2 separate regions of the Hordeum vulgare genome follow, and region 1 is linked to region 2. Evidence: chromatin contacts called from public Hi-C data. All regions are on one chromosome and are shown on one strand. The core of a region is the stretch at or near the end of the contact, and the rest is flanking DNA. Distances in the headings are between cores, read along the strand shown.

Region 1 (5,971 bases), core at 676-3,175, 760 kb before region 2:
TATTTTGCATGATTTGCACTCTAATTTTGCTCTCAAGGATCTAGGTGATCTTCACTCCTTTCTTGGTATTGATGTCAAGAGAACCACAAAAGGTGGTCTTCATCTCTCTCAGGAAAAATAGGCAACTGATTTTTTGAGCAAGGTTGGGTGTGACAATCTTGATGCCACATATCTTTCTGCTAATCCTCTTTTCATGCAAGAATGAAATATATGGAAATTGATTACCACTTTGTCCGATAAAGGGTTGCTAACAAGAAGTTGGAGATTCAGTTTGTTCCCTCAAAAGATCAAGTTGTAGACAGATTTACAAAGGCTTTGCCCACAAGATCGTTTGAAGAGTTTAAGCGTAATCTAAATTTGCGAAGTTCGGATTAAGGAAGGGTGTTAAACATGTCATTTTGTCACATTGTACTATGTATAGGGCGCAACCTTGTGTCTCAAGTTAGGTCTGCTATGAGGTTAGATTAGTTAGGAGATATATGTTTTATTCTTCTCCTTCTCTTATCCCTTTGACCCGTATTTTCTCCGGTGGTTAGCTAAGGTGCCTCCAACCCTGTACGCTACAACCTATCAATATATACATGTGGGTCTCCATGTTTCGGAGATTTAGATACTTCCATATTTCATGCATAAAGATCGAGAACCATGTGGGGTGAATAATGAGTAGCCGGTTTGCATTTATCGACACGACAATCACATATGTGAAAGCAAAGATGATAGAATTCTTGATCTGCCTGTCAAAATTTTTGTAGTTAAGGATATGCTCTACAAAAAATTGTTCATAGTGTCGTAGAAAATCTGCTCCACATACAGGTTATGTCCTTTTCACTAGCCGAATATCAAAATGTTAGCTGAAAAGAACCATTTGCATTTAGCATTTCAGTGAAAGTTACAGATCACTTTCTTTGTATATCGGCAATATTCACGTTGCTCGTGTGAGCTCTTTCAAAAGACCAACCGATAAATCTTAAGATTGACGAAGTCTTCATAGACTAATCAACGATAATGTCGTCTCTCACTAAAGAAACATTGCTTGAAAGTCTAATATAAAATTCAAAAAATACGAGCATCGTATTAAATATAGTAAACACAACCGAGTTGGTTTTACCTTAAAGAATCTAACCATTTAAACCATGCTCAGTTCGCTATATCAACAATTTTTTGGTAAGCTCAACAAATAAAATCAATTCAACGATGTAATAATCTGAAAAATCTATCAAATCCAAACCACATGCAACTAATTCAACAGAACATAGTACGCAACACAAAAGTTTAACCACAAATAAATCTGGAGGTTCATTGACATGGAGAACAGAACATAGGTTTTTCACATGGCCGGGGTGAAACCATTCATAAAGAAAATCTTGATACTAAATTAACTGTATGCATCCTTACTTGATGCAGAGGCTAAAAAGTAAAAATCTCCCCTTTTAACAGGCCTACTGATATACTATTTTATAATTTTATATATAATTAATAAAATAATTACGTGCATCATGTAAATGCAGAAACCTTTTGAAAAATAGTTTTTCACATGGCCTGCCGTGCGCGTAGGCAAAGACAACGTCACACGAGCCACAAAATCCCCGGGACGTCGACGGTTCGCTGTCTCCATCTATCTATCACCACCAAGGCGATTCCCCCTCCAAACATTTCGATTTGTTTTTAGGCTATCCAAACATTTTGATATACCTTTTTTTGGTAACAACATTTTGATATACCTGACGGGACACGTGCGCGCATGGTTTTGATTTTTCGCGTTCCCGGCAGGGCCAGCGTCCACGTCGGTACAGCCCACCGCCCCCCCAAACAAACAGAGTCCATTGCACGCCAATCCTTTTTTTTTTTCCTTGGCACCTTCCTCCCGCTCACGCCGTCGAAGCCGTGAAAGGCGCTGGCCGCTCACGAGTTCCACAGGCGGGAACAAAACTCGAAAGGGAAGCGGGGCCTGGCGCCTCGCGGGGGACGACAGCGACTGAGTCGAGAGCGCCCCGAGGGCACGTTCACGTGCGGCGCCCGCTCTCTCTCATGGCGGGGCCTGGGATTCTGGGATCCTCCGGGGCGCTGTCCCCGGCTCCCCGCCGCAGATCCGGCGCGTGGAGGGGGCCGTCGCACCGGTCGCTGCTGCAGTGCCGTGAGCCCGTGATGCCCCACCACCGCCGCGCCTGCATCCTCCTATATCAGCCACATGGTGCGGGTAGCGGCTTCGAATCGGCAAGGCGGGAGAGGAGGAGATGGGGCAGGGAGAGGAGGAGGAGCAGTCGCTGGCGCTCACGCCGACGTGGGTGGTCGCCTCCGTATGCCTCATCATCGTCGCCATCTCCCTCGCCGCCGAGCGCCTGCTCCACCGCCTCGGCAAGGCACGGCACCCCCGACCTGCTCCCTCCCTACCTATCTGTTTCGCATTCCTGTTATGATCTCTACAGTAATATTTAGTCTTCCTGTTCTGCGTATGTCCCCACATTATTTTATGTTGGTTGAAGTTTTCGATGATAGTATATGCTATATGTAATAAGAAACCTATCTCTCTGCAGGTGCTCAAATTCAATGGCCAAGAAGCACTATTCTCAGCCCTGCAGAGAGTCAAAGAAGGTAGGAGCGTTATCCTAGGATTTAGTTAGATTGCTGCACAACTTCTTTTTATATGCTCGATATCACGGCAAGCGTTCACCTCGATTATCTCAAGCACGGTGGCTACTAGAACCCGAAGGTACAGATCTGCTGATGATCTGTACATGTGCTAGTTGTTTCCTGATTAAGACTGCAATAGCTGAGCTGATTGTAATCAATATGGAAAGAAGCATCAGATACCAACCAACAAAAAATTCCTTGACACACAAAGCAGAATGTCTCGTACCAGTTCATTCTTTCCGTATAAAACTGTCTGTTCGCCTTGCCTAATCTGTTCATTGGTTACTTGTGCAGAATTGATGATTCTGGGTTTCATTTCTTTCCTACTAAGCGTCTGTCAAAATCTCATCAATCGCATTTGCATCCCGGAGAGTGCTGCACGGATCATGCTTCCATGCATTGAAGAGTCCAAAGCCAGAGAAGGTGCTGCCAAACTCTGCAAGAGAAAGGTAGGCCATGAACTGTGAAGATTGTGCTGCCGTCAAGTTTAGTGCCGTTCATTTATTACCTAAATATCTGGTTGTGGCTTCAGTGTCTACTATTTTCCTTTGATAGTACCGTTGATGTGATATTTTGAGTAGCAAAACATAATCACGTGTGTTTAATGATAATTGGTAGACATTGCCAGTCCCAAGAATCGTAAAGAATATTTGCCAGATTGGTCATTCTGAAACATCATTCTTGCCCAGGGTGAAGTTCCCATGCTATCTGAAGAGGCTCTGCATCAGCTGCACATCTTTATCTTTGTACTTGGTGTGGTGCATGTTTTGTTCTGTGTTACAACGCTGTTACTCGGTGGAGCTAAGGTATAACTATTATTACTTGGGATGAATACGTGTTTCACGTGATATGATATTGAAGGTAACACATCTAGGGTAAGCACTTGTAGATGAGAACGTGGAATAAATGGGAGACTGAAATTCAACAAGGAAGACTCGACGAGCGTGAAAAGAGGCCAGGCTGGATGAAACCATCTGTTGTAAGATGGATTGTAAGTAATATAACCCTCTTATATTATGCATTTATGCTTCTATTTTGTTATAAAGTCAACTGTAAATCCTTAATTTGTAATACGAATGACAGTGTCATGAGAATTATTTGGGTTTACCCAAGTAAAATGAAGCTGCTTTTCTGAGCGGTTATCAATTTATTTTCCCAAGACAAAAGTGTTATTAAATCATCTTTTACATCTTAACGTAAATGCCATGGCTGCATATGAAATTAAACAGGGGGAGGTATTGTCAGTAAGTTACTAAATATCTATGAAAAAGATATGTTTCTTTCTCTTGTTTGGGAGACCGAATATTCAATGTGTGGTCAAATTGCTATTTGTAAAAAGTGAGAACACTCGAAGATGGTTCATTGTCAGCTAAGGATAACAATGATCTGGAAAGCTATTATGACGTAACGATATTTTGATGGCATGCGCGTGAAGTGCAGTGCAGTGTTACACTTTTTGTTATTTGAGGTCCCTCTGCAACAAGGCAATATCATGACCAAACCAAACACCAATATAGCCTTTACTGCAATGAAGTTACCACAATAAAACATTTTATGGCTGAGTACCATAGCTTCTGCATAGTTATTGCAATATTTGTGTGCTATATGGAGCATTCTTTAAGTTACAATGTTTTTCCAAATTCAAATTGTGAACTCGGTATATCATATGTATGATTATTCCAAAGGTTTTATTCCTATATTGTTTCAGATTGCATTCTTCAAGCAGTTTTATAATTCTGTCGGTAAACCAGATTATCAAGTACTCAGATCAGCTTTTGTTCTGGTAAGATACTAAGATGTACTGTTCAGTGACTTCTGCACAATCACGAGTGTCCTGGTTTTCCTAGTGAACTAATAGGATACTTGCCATTTCCTCCCTCCCAGCGGCACTACCCAAATCGTCCAGACTTTGACTTCCACAAGTACATGGTTCGTGCCCTAGAGCACGACTTCAAAGAAGTAGTTGGAATCAGGTTAGTATTGGGTAAAGTTGCAACTTGGATTGTTTAAATAAAATTTGTTTGGTTCACCTAATGACACTCACATGCATGCAGCTGGTACCTATGGCTTTTCGTTATCGTCTTCCTGCTGCTGAATATAAATGGTAACTCCTATAAACTGAGAAAAGTCCCCTCGTATATTTGTTTGCCCGAAGATATACTGATCCTAGGAGAACAACACGATTTACACTTGTAACCATGTCTGCGATCGTCATTTCCGTTACCACAAGTTATGTTACTTGGTTAGAACAATTTGAATCACAATAACAAGTAGTTTTTGTTGGAATTATTTGAACTAGCATGTTTTTTCTCTCTCACTGTTATTTCTTGATCTATTGCCAATGCAGGGTGGCACACTTACTTCTGGCTGTCTTTCTTGCCCTTGATTGTAAGTACCTTAACAATTCCATGTCGCTCTAGTAAATACATTCTCCAGTTACCTCCATGGAGGAGTTTCTTACTGCTCGGGGTAAATAAACTTGCAGCTTCTGCTTATTGTTGGCACAAAGCTGGAGCATATCAGCACTCGATTGGCTCAAGAAGCAGCGGAGTGTTCCGATGAAACATCAGGAAACCCCTGGACGAAGCCATGCAAGGAGCACTTTTGGTTTAGCCACCCTAGGGCCGTCCTCCATCTGATCCATTTCATCTTGTTCCAGAACTCCTTTGAGATGGCATTTTTCTTCTGGGTCTTGGTATGTTTTGAAATTATTAACTGCCTTAGTCTGCACTCTGTACTAGATACATACAAGTAGAGAAGCATGGGGTTATCTGACTGATACATTTGCAGGCAACATATGGGTTCGATTCATGCATCATGGAGAACAGATCATATGCCCTCCCCAGACTTGCTATTGGGTTAGTACAAAATCTCCAGTTCTTCCTTGATCTTTTTCCCGTTAGCTACGGCAACTTACGGGCAATTCTGTTTCTGTGTCAAACATGCAGCATCATCGTCCAGGTGCTCTGCAGCTACAGCACCCTGCCGCTGTACGCCATTGTCACCCACGTAAGATCTCGTTCCACCATTGATTTCACCAAGAACACTGCTTGATTGCTTAGCTCGAAACCGAGAGTAGCTGATCGTAAAATCGTTATGGATGGTTGATCGTATCAGATGGGTGGCGACATCAAGCTGCAGGCGTTTGGCGAGCACGTACACGTGTCCGTGCACAGCTGGGCGACGGACGTGAAGAAGAAGGCGACGTCGCTGCCGGCTCATCCGCACCCGCACCAGCACCAACACCCGCACTCGCACCTCCGGATCCCGTTTCTCAACAAGAAGAGGCACAGCGCGCGCGGCCCCGCAACCGAGGAGGCCGCGGCGGAGGCGAGGGCGA
Region 2 (6,067 bases), core at 1,458-3,957:
TACAGGCCTTCTCATTAGTCAATGATGTACAGCCTTAAAATCCTTCAATATGTTCAGTTTCAGCACAATCCAAACTCAGTCACAAACGCAAGAGTTGTGTTTGTCTAATATTCTGAGAAAGTTCACAGGGAAAAGCAAAGATATTAGAGCAATAAACTTTTCAGGGTAGAGGTCCGATTAGATTTGTTCAATAGAAACAACAATGTGCTAATAAATACTCTCTCCGTGTCTTTGATTTAGTACACGGAGGGAGTACATATTTCAGTGCAAGACAAAATGAATCTATTTTTGAGTCTTGCCGATGGTACAAAGCACTGCAACTTGATGGTGTGAGCTTTCATGTGAACATCTGATGAAATGAAATGTATATGCAGATGTAGGATAACAGTAATCATTAAACAGACAAATGTTGATGGATATTCATTTTTACGCATATTAATATATCTGGGCAGGGGATTTTATTATGATGAGATTCAATCTTCTATGTACTCGATATATTGAAATTATGATATATATGCATTCAGTAATCGAGAATATACTGGAAAAAAAGCGCCTTAGCAATAAGATAATGATCATCTGCATTCTCATTTGATTTAGTTATATTGTTATGGTCAGAAACAAACGACAAACTAATATCTCCTCATAGCTCACAATTAGTCGTACTAGCTGAATATCCACGCATTCTACGGAACTAATATAAATCTAATCATGTGGCACATGATTCACCATACAAATCCATGTCCAAAAAAACAACATTGTACGGCAACTTAGAAATGGCCAAATGAGAAATCAATCATAAGGCATATTTTGCAAATCCTAGAACAAGATGGTGAAAATCATGGAGATGACACCACCAGTCACGGAGTTACTTTTGGTGAAGGGGGAGGTGGATGGCAGACGGATCATCACAGCACGTTAAAAGATTGCAATCAGAGGTCAGGCAGTGTTTAATTGCATTATGAACTGCCAAATCTTTCACTATACAGCATGTATAAGGGACAAAACCATTAAACCAATTATCTGCTAAAGTGAGCCCCATTTTCAGGCTCATGTTCAGATCTATTGTTCTGTCAAAAGAATAATAGCAGAAATTTCGCTTAAGTATCCATTTCCAGTTAGTGATGCATTGAGGCTGTAGATGCCATTATTCTCTAAACTGGTACAATGTAGAGGTGTCAACAATTATATAGAATTACCGCACCATGCACATCCAATAAATCAGTAGATACCATGATGCACTAGCCAAATTAATGACTGCCAGGAACCTATTAATAAATTAGTCGCTGGACTGCTTTGACTACAATGGACAGGAATTGGGATCAATTTTCACTTACACAAACATTTACAACTGTTTTCTTCTTATCTTCTACGGGGCAAAAGAGTCACCAAACTTAAAAATCATGAATCCAATCAGCACTAAGTTGACCATAGAAAAAGAAGAGACAATCCAATACACTGGCACTGGATTATTCCATTTTCTCCCTGCTTGAACTCAACAATACATACGGACAGAAAATGATTCAAGCATGCAAACCCTACTTGCAGTAGCTTATCATTCAGTAGGGGTAAAAGAGAAGCAGGGAAGAAGAAAGAACTGCAGGAAATCAACGTATGATGCGTTGGTGGACTATTCCATATTTGATAGACATCATCAGTATAACTAGAGCCTGTGACCCAGTGCCCACTAGGATCAAAAGCAGTCAAGAAATGATGTGCAGCAAGTATTGGTACTGAGGCAGGAAAAGGATGTAGTGTTCGCTGAGCGGCCAACCAGCCATTACGTTCATTTTAAGTTGATCATCTCCTAGTTTACCTTTCAGTTTCCCAACCTAGGAATGCACAGACACAAAAATCCTAAAAGACAGTGGCTCATTTTAGATAAAAGTAAAACATAGTATCACAGTATGGCAAATACAGGAACTGAAGCCTGTGTCTATGAATTACCTAAACGAGAACTTTCTCATTTGCTTATATACTTCATTGTTTTTTTTTTAGACCAGGTTCTACAAGTTCACTACATCCAGGAGCCACAGTTAGGAAACGAAGCATAAACTGAACTTTCCAACTCACATTTCATACAAAACAACCATGTCGTCAGATACCAATTCTTGCTCCCCAAACATTGATAAATCTCAACACAGGGGGCAATTAGCAGTACATTCTTATTGCAACGATTCTATGAATCTTGTGAACAAGCAGCAGATAAGCGAAATCTAACTTGTCTCAGGCTTCGAGCAGAAAGGCACATCTCTACACGCCCTTTCACCTCGGCGCCGCGAAAGTCACACGTCCTCCCCGCCACGGCTGCCGCCTCCGCCTGCGCCGTCCAGACCCTTGAAGCCCTCGGAGACCGCCCGCGCGCGGTTCTGCGCCTGCCTCTCCACCGCCACGAAGTACAGGCCTGCAAAGCGGCAACCATCGGATCAGATCGCGACAAGGAGCAACCAGGGGCACGCGGAGACTGGGATGTAAGGGAGCGCCAAGGTTTAGGGTTTTGGTTCAGGTGCTTACTCACGGCGCTGCCGATGGCGCATATCCAGAGGACGCGCTGCGACCACCTGTCGCCAACCACACCTCGACCGCCCATCCCCATGCCGCCGCCGCCGGCGGTGAGGCAGATGATGTGCTGCGCGCCTGCTCGGTTAGTTCTCGCCTTCTCGGTGCTCCGCTCGTGCCTACTGACCGACAAGCGGGTCCGACCTAGTGGGAACCAAAGTAGTAACTGGTTCTTTAGCTGGTTGGGCCGGGCTGCGGAGCCTGTCTAGGGCTCTACCGCTCTCTAAGAGCAAGTACAATAGGATGACATAAACCGGCTGTAAGATTTAAAATAATATATTTGTGATGAGTTGAAAGAAAGAGAAGAGGAGAGAGAAAAGAAGCGGGCTACAAACTAACAGCCGGCTGTAACACGTGCTCCTAAACACTTTGTGAGAGAGGATGGTGGTCCTTGTATCAATAAAATAGTACTTATTTACATTTACCTATTATATTTGCGGGCTATAAGCTTGGCTATAGATGACGTGTCAGCATCATATAATCAGCAGCTGACTGTACTATTAACCATGCTCTAAGCTACACTGACATGTGTGCTAGAAAAAAGACAACTAAGTTCTATTTCTTCCTTTCCTTTTTTTATCTCTTCTCATCCTCTGCTAAATCTCTTTTCAACTTTTGTTTACTTCACCTGAAAAAACATTTGTTTTACTTCAGTTTTCAACCATGTGATTTTGGATCTTAAATGTCTTCTTATTATAAATAAAAATAAAAACGAGATAAGTATTGCATGGCATTACTAAGAAAACGTTATTAGTAGTGTTGGTTTTTGCCTACCTGTAACGCAGTTGTGAGCGCTACAACTAATATTTAGCAGTAACGCGTTTTATAAACAGTGTTACTACTAATTCTGATAGCAGTAGCGTTTGTTTCTATCCAACGCCTTACTATTACTACGTATTTATATTTTTTTGCATCGTTATCCAAGATTTTAGGAAAGCAATGAAAAGGTATTGAATGAAACAATGATGGTTAGAATAAATTGCATGGATCCAATTAATCAAGTCAGATTAGTAGGACGATATGATGTTGTGATGGCTCGACCAAGTCGGATTAGTAGGATGATATGATGTTGTGACAGACTTGATTAATTGGATCCATCAAATATAATCTAATCCATGTATTTTACATCGGATAATATAATAACTCGCCATTATCACAACTTGTCATTATAATATCATAACTCATCATCTAGCATATCATAAGTTACCAACACAAACTAACTGTCATCATACTAGTTAAATAACTCATCATTATTCTAGCACATAATGACTATAAGCTACAACCTACTACTCTCTCATAGGTAAAATAGCATTAAAAATAAATTCATGCATCTCCCTATTGAAGAATATAGACCAACCTACCTTCAACTTGTGGGATGCACACATCCTTATAGTCTATGGCAAGTGATTGCCTGCGTGCTTTTATTGCGTTGCTCCATGCTTTGATTTCCAGGGTTTCCTCCTTTTGAGATATCGTGTATCTACCTGGGTAACTCATCGACATTGGTCGTAAGCTAGCCATCTTCAAATCACATTTGGTAAACATCACACTAGGAATAGTCTTCGGCGGGAGTACCTGTTGAAGAACATAATTAATAATAATATAGTTAGCAAACTAGTTTTGCTTAATAAAATGTATGCAAAAGATGAACTAGTGACACAATAGTAAAAAAACTTACAAAGATGTCAGAAGTGATGTTAAAATGGTTCAACTCGTGCACTGGTGGCACGTATTCGGTATAACTTTCGCCAATCATGTAATTGTTCTTAAATGCTCAACATCGTGAATAAATGAGATTAGATGATTTATTCTCCAACCAAGTAAGCTCAGAGCCACGACTGTAGTAGGTTTGCTCTACTATCTAACATGTATTTTTTGGAGAAGAGAAATAAGCTCACAATTAAAAATAAGCAAGTTTAGTCATAATAAGTACCAAATATTTTTCAATAAAAAATATAAATTACCTAGCAGATTTGTTGACAAACTCACATGAAGGTAGAACTGAAATCAAGTGATCCACATGCACCAAAATTTAGATATTATTTGCACGATCATCGTCATGACCAAGATCGAAGGTTATTTGCATGTCCTCTTGAAACCCGTATGCCTTGCATAATGCTCTCCAAGTGAAACAACCAAAATATGTTTGATGTACTACATTTTCTAGCTTAACATCAAAAGTGAAAAGGTACGTTTTTAGGTGAGCTCTCTTAGTCTGTGTACTCTCCCTATCTTGAAAATGGAGCTTGTCCAAGACATGGAGTCTTGCATGGCAGGGAATGCACTATTTGAATTATACAAAAGAAAATTACAGTTTAATTAAAGCAAAAAAGCATACATCATGCTTCATTACAAAAAAATACATACCATAATAATTTTGAAGTCCTCCTTTAGGTTGACACTGAAGGACGTACTGTTGTCTAGGTGAGGATAACGGTCGCATATACTCCTGTCGTCGGTGCACCAATTGCACTCAGGGATCCTCTCGTTGTCAGACATTTCATGTGATCGTGATTCAAAGATTAAAAATCAAAATCAATTATACGACGAACTATTCAGCATGGGTTGACTTTTGGTCTATCGAGGCTTCTTTGAAAAACTCTCATATCTCATGGTGTATATGATGCGCACTCCCTCATATTGATATGGTGGTGTATGTGGTGGACTCTCCCTCACACTAATATTTCGACCATTGGTGATGGTCGCTTCTCCCTTCATCCCCGCGTGCATTACCAAAATGTCTAGCACATGGGGAAGAAGGAGGAAGCGACCCCCACAACAATAGTCATGATTCTTCATCTCTGATATCTCGACCGTCGGTGATGGTTACTTCCTTTCCCTCTCCTGTATTATACCAAGGTATATATCAAGAGAAAAGGATAAGGAAGCACCCTCACTACAACATTCGAGATTCCTCCATCAAGAACACACTGAAAGTCACACAAGAAGCTCCAACAAATTAAAAGTGTACCCTATAAACATTAATCAGTTAACATTACATTTATTTGATAATGACATAAGACTGGCCTATGTTTTGCCGGAATGTCGTTCAATTCTTGTTCCAGCATATCACGGGCACTCGGTATTTCCTACTTTATAGCAAAATTAACGCCAAAATCCACGGAAATTTTTGACATGACCTTTTTCTAAAAATAGGACATATCAAGCGCCTGAAATTTGTCAGAATGAAAATGAATCAAGATTCTGGTAAAAATAGGCCATCCGGAGATGTTTCCTCCAAAATCGTAGACATGTCCAACAATGAAACATAGCATTCTTTGATGACAAAGTGATAATGACATACATATAATTAAATTGTCCAATACATTTTTATATTGAAAAATAATTACTAAATAAATTCTATAGCTAGAATTTTACTAAAAAATTATATACCTAAATGTCTTTTACTAAAAAATTCTATTACTAGATTTGATACCTAAAAATTTCTCATATACCATTCCAATACATTCATATACCTCAAAATTTCTACATGCGATTGTATTAAAAAACT

What was found. A called contact is a pair of places that touch in the nucleus more often than the background predicts.
Region 1: a contact with region 2 is called in a Hi-C map of seedling, with 2.7 times the contacts expected there. The contact joins the promoter of LOC123403394 here to the promoter of LOC123401638 in region 2. A contact is called at or near these places in 2 of 6 Hi-C or Micro-C datasets (leaf and seedling).

What each region holds. Positions count from the first base shown.
Region 1 is chr6H:147,016,767-147,022,737 of MorexV3_pseudomolecules_assembly, reverse strand. LOC123403394 (MLO-like protein 13) reads left to right here and starts at 1,925. Exons shown (of 13, transcript XM_045097330.1): 1 at 1,925-2,360; 2 at 2,535-2,592; 3 at 2,926-3,080; 4 at 3,321-3,437; 5 at 3,521-3,622; 6 at 4,340-4,414; 7 at 4,516-4,604; 8 at 4,686-4,735; 9 at 4,979-5,019; 10 at 5,117-5,326; 11 at 5,422-5,489; 12 at 5,580-5,640; 13 at 5,749-5,971. The coding sequence starts at 2,235.
Region 2 is chr6H:146,262,183-146,268,249 of MorexV3_pseudomolecules_assembly, reverse strand. LOC123401638 reads right to left here and starts at 2,707. Exons shown (of 2, transcript XM_045095479.1): 1 at 2,512-2,707; 2 at 2,049-2,401. The coding sequence starts at 2,593. The coding sequence ends at 2,283.